Linked DNA regions of Mus musculus: region 2 is linked to region 1. A link is a contact called in public promoter capture Hi-C data. All regions are on one chromosome and are shown on one strand. The core of a region is the stretch at or near the end of the contact, and the rest is flanking DNA. Distances in the headings are between cores, read along the strand shown.

Region 1 (3,687 bases), core at 447-2,946:
AGGAAGGAGCAGGTTCTTTTTTTTTTTTTTTTTTTTTTTTTTTTTAAGGAAAATTAGTAAACTAAGAAGCTAATACAAATTACCTTTACCATGGTCAAATGCCTCTTTAAATGAAAACTTCCCTACTTGCTGTAACAAAAGGGCAAAAGGCCTGGAGTACTAATTTGAAGACCTAAATCTTCATAGTGGTAACCGGCACTCACCACAAAGAAATGACAGAGACACGCCTCCAAAGAAATGACAGAGACACGCCTCCAAAGAAATGTCAGCATTGGTTGAAAAGTCATACATTAGAGCCATCAAAACGAATTGAGGATTGTGGCCGATAACCACACAAAGTGTGTGCAAAGAATGCCAAATTCATTCATGCTGTAAGCAGACTGAATTCCAGGGGAAGAGGAAAAGGGATTACAGAATTCCACCTACCCAATCATGTTGAAAGAGTGAAAGGTAAAGGAGCCATGTAATTAAAACCCAATAGAAGAAAGGCCCTGGGAAGGTTTCATCCTAAGAGTTCAGCTTGGAGTACTGCTAATAAGCCAGTTCCCTTTAGGTTTGTTACCCCCTCCACCCCACCGCCCAGAGGCAGTGTTTCTCAGTGTAGCCCTGGCTGTCCAGGAACTCACTCTGAAGACCAGGCTGGCCTCCAACAAAGAGATCCAACTGCCTCTGCCTCCCGAGTGCTGGGATTAAAGGTGTGCACCACTACCCAGCTAAACCAGTTACTTTTTTAAAAAAGAGAACATACTTTGGGCTCTAAATCAACCCCCAGCTATTAAAAGGAGGGGGTGGGGTAACTTTAGGGGATTAAAGTAACAATAAAATAACCAAGCTTCAGCAAGTGTCTGGCCAGTAAGCCACTAACTTGTCACCACATAAAAGAGTTTAGTGTTATCAAGTGTAATTATTTTCACTCTTGTGGGACTAGGGACTGCATCTGTGAAATACCACTTTGTAAGGCTATGGAGACACAGAGGGTCAGGAGTTCAAGGACATCCTTGGCTACCCAAGAACAAAGACAAGGAACTGCTTACCATGCCATTTCAGGAAGTACTTAATAAACCTGAGCTATGACGGCTTCTAGAACATACTTTGATTTTCCTGTCTGTAAGTATAAGCACACTGCGCCCCCCCCCCCTTCTCTGAAGGATATTTTGGGCTATAAAATCAGTAGAGTACTAAAGACTTTCAAGTAGGTTTGAAGATGAATTAAAGCCGTGAAATACAAGTTTCCATACAAGAAAGTCATTGGCCTCTTGGCTCTAGTATAAACATAAATAAAAATTCATAGTAAATCAAATCCAACCTTCCACACTGCCACTACTCCACTCCACATGGACTTCCCAGTGTTTGTAGCACAAAGAAATCTTTGGATGCACACTGAAGGGTGATTCCAACCCAGCCCCATCCACGTTCACAGCCTTAGTCTGTCCAGCCCGGCCTCTTTTCGCCCTCTGCTGTCCGTACCCACCTTAATTAGCTTTGCTCTCCCAAGTCTCTCAACACCAGGGTGGCCCTCCACCTTCCCACAGCCTTTCCATGTGCAATTTGTGTTACAACTTTAAAAAAGCCATAAACGGGTCGGGAGCAATCTTGGTAGCACGACAGAACCTCCACATGCGGTTTTTTTAGGTGTCTCCTGCGAGCACAATTTTTAGGAATACCAAACTCTTACTTAGATAAAGTCTATTGCCGTGAACCACAGACCCGTCACCCGGGTTTAATGGAGAGAAAAACCGAACCTGGCAGGTAGGAAACCAATCAAGGCGCCAAGGCTGCCTACGCAGGGGAACAAAGGGGATGCCCCAGGCTAGGACGGGAATCCTGCTGGGTTTAGACGCTTTGTATCTTCGCAGGCGCAACATTCATCTTTTTTTCTGATTGCATAATGCAAATATGGTGGACCAGCAAAGCCGTCCCCGGGTTGGGGGGCGGGGTGACAGAAACCACGTGGCTCCTTCCGCGCGGGGGCCTTTGTGGGATCTATTCCCAGTGGAGCAGATAAGAAACTTAGCAAACCGCGTGACCACGGCTCCTCAGAGGCCCGTGGGGAGGGACAAACGTGAGCTCCGGGGTTCAGAGGGTTGGTCGGTCGGCGGGAGCCAACGGAGTCCGCCACAGCCCACTCGCTGCGACTCCACGCCCACCACGGTGGCAACCGGGCAGGTCCCGAGTGCGCAGGTGCGCTGCGCCCCGCCCCCTGGGAGACCACGCTGTCACTCAAGTATCGCGAGAGCAGCGCGGCAGAGAGGGGGTGGGCCTGGGCAGTCGGCCCTGCCCCCTCCCTCTCTCTCGCCCCCCTCCCATCCCCCCTCGGCAGTCGCTCGGCTGCGCAGCTCCTAGAGCGGTTGGCGCGGCGGGAGACGGTTGAGGGGAGCGAGGGAGCCGAACCGTTGTGGCGAGCGCTCAGCAGCGGGCGAGCCAGGCGTCCCTGCCCGCGACCAGACCCGCGCGAGCGTCGGTGTAGGCGTTGCTTACGCCCCACAGGGTATCTGAAGTAGAAGGGGGGGTAGGTTGGGCCGGCGGTGCCGACAGCGGAGTCGGGAGAAGGACGAAGAGCCCGGGAGCGGGTGAGGGAACGCGGAGTGGCCGCTCGCTCGCTCTCCCCCGCCGCTCGGCTGCCGCCATCTTGGGGGCCGGTAGCGGTCGGGTCGCCTTCCCGCCTTTCCCCCGCTCGGGCTACTTTGTCGCCTCCGGCTTACGGGAAAGTGTCCGGCAGGAGAGAGTGCGGGCGGGAGATCCGAGCTCTCCGGTAGGGATGAGGGTGGGGAGCTCAGCGAGCCGGGAAAGCGGGACGCGCTCCGGGTGGAAATGGCGCTCGGCGGGCCCGGCCACCCACCGGGGCCTCCGGTGCTCTCGAAGGGACTACCTGGGGCCGGCGGGGCTGCGAGGGGCTGCTGACGCAGACTCCAGGGTTGAGACAGGGGGAGCTGGGGGCGGGGGAAGGAGAAGCCAGTGACGACGAGGGCGCTCCGATGCCAGATGCAGGACAAAGGCGGCCGCGGTCCTCCTTTGTAATTCCGCCGCTCGGTTGCGATGGCCTTGGCCGGGGGCCGGAGGCGGACTGTCCCCTATCTCCCGGGTCTCTAGGGCGAGCTGGGCAAACGGAAAATCTCCGGGAGGAGGCAAAGGACGCTTAGCCGACCTTTTAGTCCCTATTTGGAACTGCGGAGAGAGTCCGTTGCGCATCTCCAAAGAATTACCACCCACCTACCCCATGTCCCCCTCTTAGGTGTCGACCAAGACTTTTCATTTTGGAAGAGAAGTGCATGGCTTTTCTAATAGGAATAGTGCAAAGTGGGTGTGTTTCAAACAGGTCCGGGCCAGGTGAACTGCGAAGGTGCTGCGTTTAGGCAAGGGTGGAGAGTTAAGTTGTGTTTGGGGTAGTTAACTCTCCAGGAGTTGTGTTTTGTGTCGTTTTGTAATTAAGGCCGAAAGCCCAGTGCATTTCGTTTCATTTGATGGCTGAGCATGTTTAAAACTTGTATCGAACTGTGGTGTTTTGAAGCCGAAATAGGTCTCTTAAAGTGGAAGCCGAATCGCGTACCTAGTTGACGCGTTTTGGGTCCTTAAATTGGAAGCCGAATCGCGTACCTAGTTGACGCGTTTTGGGTCCTTAAATTGGAACTGTCATTAATTTTCATTGAAAATGGGTTAAAAAGGAAAAAAAAAAAAAAGCACATTTGG
Region 2 (3,687 bases), core at 661-3,160, 4.3 Mb before region 1:
TTCTCTAAGCTGAGTATAATAATCTCATGGAGATTATTATAATAATCTCATGGAGGGCACTGTTCCCAAGCTGAGTATAATAATCTCAGCTAACACTTCTATACAGCTCAGGACCACCTGCCTAGGGATTATCCCATCCACTGGACCTGTGCCCTTCTACATTAGCTAAGACTCAAAACAATCCCTGCAGACTATCCACCAGCCAATCACATCCGGGAAATACCTTAATTGGGGCTCTCCACTTAGGTGACTCAGGCAGTGTCAGTTAAAGCTAATCAGGACAGCCATAGAACAAACTACCAGATACAATGGCTTGAGACAACACACATACTAAATAACAAATGCCATAGATCAGGAGTCTGGGCCTGGCCCGAATGGCTCCTTGTTTGCATCTTCCAAGCTTCAATCAAGGTAAGTAATTGGGGTCTGGTTAGTACCTGAAACCTTAGGGCCCACTTCACAACCCATGTGGCTTTTGAAATCATTTTAGATATATATGCTATATATTATTCATATTAAGTTATATATGTCATCTCTTCCTCCCCGTTTACAGATGTTGTACATTGCCTCTGCTCTTTCCTCGGCTGGCTTTTTAAGGTTTCATATTAAAAAAAAAAAATCACATCCCAGGGGGCTGGAGAGATGGCTCAGAGGTTAAGAGCACTGACTGCTCTTCCAGAGGTCCTTAGTTCAATTCCCAGCAACCACATGGTGGCTCACAACCATCTCTAATGGGATCTGATGCCCTCTTCTGGTCTGTCTGAAGACAGTGACTGTGTACTAAAATAAATTAAATAAATAAATCTTAAAAAAAAATCACACCCCAGGTGGGTTTCCTTTAACACCCAACCTGCGTCTCCACGTCCTCCAATATTACAAATTCTTAAAGGTACATTCATGTGGTTCTTTGAAGTTTTTTTCATTACAGAATTTGGTACTGTAAAACCTCCAGGTAAGGGGCTGGTGAGATGGCTCAGTGTGTAAGAGCACCCGACTGCTCTTCCAAAGGTCCGAAGTTCAAATCCCAGCAACCACATGGTGGCTCACAACCATCCGTAATGAGATCTGACGCCCTCTTCTGGAGTGTCTAAAGACAGCTACAGTGTACTTATATATAATAAAAATAAATAAATCTTTAAAAAAAAAAAAAAAAAAAAAAAACCTCCAGGTAAGCCCGGTTTCCTTCACACAATATGTTAGTTGTTCTCTCAGCTCCTCTCCATCTCCCTTTCTCCATAAACCATATCTACTTGCCAGTGGGTGCGGAAACAGAAAGACCTTAGCACAGTGATTTAGTACATAGTTGTTGAAGAACGGTTATACTTGGTGGCTTATAATCCTTCTTGCTTTAGAATTAGTTTGTGACCCTGGGGTCACTTATCTCTGTCAAATCCTCTCGGTGGAGTGGAGGTATGGTGGCACCTGCTCATATGCTCGACACAAGACTGCCACATGTACAAGATCTGGGCCACAGACTCTCTGCCAAAAGGCAAAAAATATGGAAACCTCCTGTAAGGCGGATCTAGTGCAGGGTGTTAACTTGGCTCAAATTTGCTTTTTAAAAAAAAGTCAACGGAGATAGAACAGAAACGGAGAAGGAGGGGTGAGGTACAAGGAGAGGACCTGAGAAAGCCTACGGGAAGGAAGAAAGGTCAAGCGTGCAGAGTGACCTTATTAACCAACTAGCCAGACCCGGCTCATCACGTGACAGCCGCCGCCGAAGTCTAGCAGAGCTCCCTCTCGCGAGGAGAGGGGCGGTTTTTGTCACTTAGCTGCTGCCCCGCCCCTAGCCCCGCCCACCCCATGCTCTCACCCCAGCCGCGCCCCCTGCCTCGCGCCGGCGCGTGGCGACGTCACGCCGCCGCGCGCAGCGACGCCGGGACGGCCCCCCGCGACGCGACGTCGGAGGCGGAAGTGGCGCGGCTGTCGCTCTTGGGCTCTCACTGCCGGCTCCGGGTTCTGCGAGGAGCCTCCTGCCAGCCGCCGCGTCTCCCTGCCCTCGCTGCCCCTCCATGTGCCCGGGCGCCGCCGCTCCGCCTCGGGCCGCTGCTCACCCCGGGGTTTATGGAAGTGATGGAAGGACCCCTCAACCTTGTGAGTGGTCGCGGGCTGAGTCGGGGACCGGTAGGCTGCGGGGAAACGCGGGCTGAGGGGGTCAAGCGGCACTGAAGGGGGAGCCGCGAGCTCATGGAGGGGACCCTGATCCCCGGGGCTCAGGCCTCTCCCTCGGGGCCCGTGGCATCTGCCCTGCTGGGACCGCGTCCCAGCGCCACGTAGCCGCCGCCTGCAGGCCGCGGGCAGAGTCGGGGTGTCGGGGCCGCGCCTCGCACACCGCACCCCCTCTTCCCTGCTGCCCTCGCAGCTGGGCTAGCGAAGGCCCCTCTGAAACAGCTGGATCGGAACCCCAGTCCACGCCCCGCAGCCCGGTGCCTTTGCTTTAAGGCTCACGAAAGTACCAGACGTGTTTGCCTTTCTCAGAAACACATACAGAGAGACACACAGGGGGCCGGGTCATTATTGTTTGGGGCAAAAAGGAACACACACACACACACCGCCCCAAACAACCCCACAAAACCCCAAACCTCCCACAGTTCTGTTCTAAGTGTGATCACAGGACATCTTCGGGTTTCCTGGGAAAAGGTTCATGAAATTCAGATGCAGACGTCTGGTTCCTTAGTGTTGCGGAGTAAAACTTTGCAAGTCCCAAGTCTGTAGGTGGTTTGCGATGATGCGGAGGGATTGAGAGCAGGACCGGGAAAGATTGATTGCTTCCTTTGGAACTCTGCCCTCCCTCCCGGCTTGGAAGAGCCTGGTCCGTGCTGTGCAGAGAAGCCAGAGTCTGTGGTTTCAGACTATGGATTTCTGGAGCCAAACTCCTGGATTTGAACTCGGGCTTAGTCACCTAATAGCCTCAAGAGACCTTGAACAAAAATTTTCACTTCATTGTTTTTTTTTGTTTTTGTTTTAACCCTCGTTCGTTGTGAGGATTAAAGGACTGAATAGATAAGAGACACGTAGAACTGTACGTTATGGATGGAACATTGGAAGAGTTAGTTGCTCCAGTGAGACCGTAGCCCCTGTCACTTAATGAGATTTGGGAGTGTTGAGCGTCAACGCTGGAGAGTGAACACCTAAAGCTATGGTTCCATCCCTGGCGCCAGGTTTGCAGCTCCGAGAAATCTACCCAAGAGTTACTAATTTAGACCCTGCGTCCGTTTCTAAGTGGATTACACTTCAGGCTAATGAGGCTACACTGGTGAGTTTTGGGGAGCTAGGGAAATAACCTCGCGCCTCTCTTGTTTGTAAGAGAATTTGTGTGGCCAACTATAGTTTGTAGTGAAGTATGGGTGGCTCACCAGGGAAACTCCACAGGAATATTATTAGTCGTAGCCAGCTGTTTACCGAGTGCTTCAAAGTTCAAGTGTCCTTGCCGAACGATCACTGGTTCACTTCCAGTTAGCTTCACTTGATTTGGCAGCAGGGTGTAGCCTAACCCTGGCTACCTGCTCCACAAGCGTATTCGGTGTTCCCTATGAGAACACTGAAACTGGGGCAGTGGAAGTTGGAGTACCAATCCCTCAGTCTGGGATAAAGGAGGCAGCTGGTGGCAATGGGACTTTTATTTAGCTACTGTGTGTTTGAGCCATGCTAGCTCCAAGCTCACTGTCGCCCAGGCTGGTCATGAGC

Evidence for each region. Promoter capture Hi-C pulls out the DNA fragments that hold promoters and counts their contacts.
Region 2: a promoter capture Hi-C map of cranial neural crest shows a contact between it and region 1. The contact joins the promoter of Nrbf2 here to the promoter of Pbld2 in region 1.

Annotation. Positions count from the first base shown.
Region 1 is chr10:63,022,521-63,026,207 of GRCm38.p6, reverse strand. It overlaps Pbld2 (phenazine biosynthesis-like protein domain containing 2), which reads right to left and starts at 1,696. Exons shown (of 10, transcript NM_026085.2): 1 at 1,472-1,696. Hnrnph3 (heterogeneous nuclear ribonucleoprotein H3) reads left to right here and starts at 2,359. Exons shown (of 10, transcript NM_001079824.1): 1 at 2,359-2,488.
Region 2 is chr10:67,283,504-67,287,190 of GRCm38.p6, reverse strand. Nrbf2 (nuclear receptor binding factor 2) reads left to right here and starts at 1,910. Exons shown (of 4, transcript NM_001036293.2): 1 at 1,910-2,094. The coding sequence starts at 2,065. It overlaps Gm46200 (a long non-coding RNA gene), which reads right to left and starts at 1,758. Exons shown (of 3, transcript XR_001779690.1): 1 at 1,671-1,758.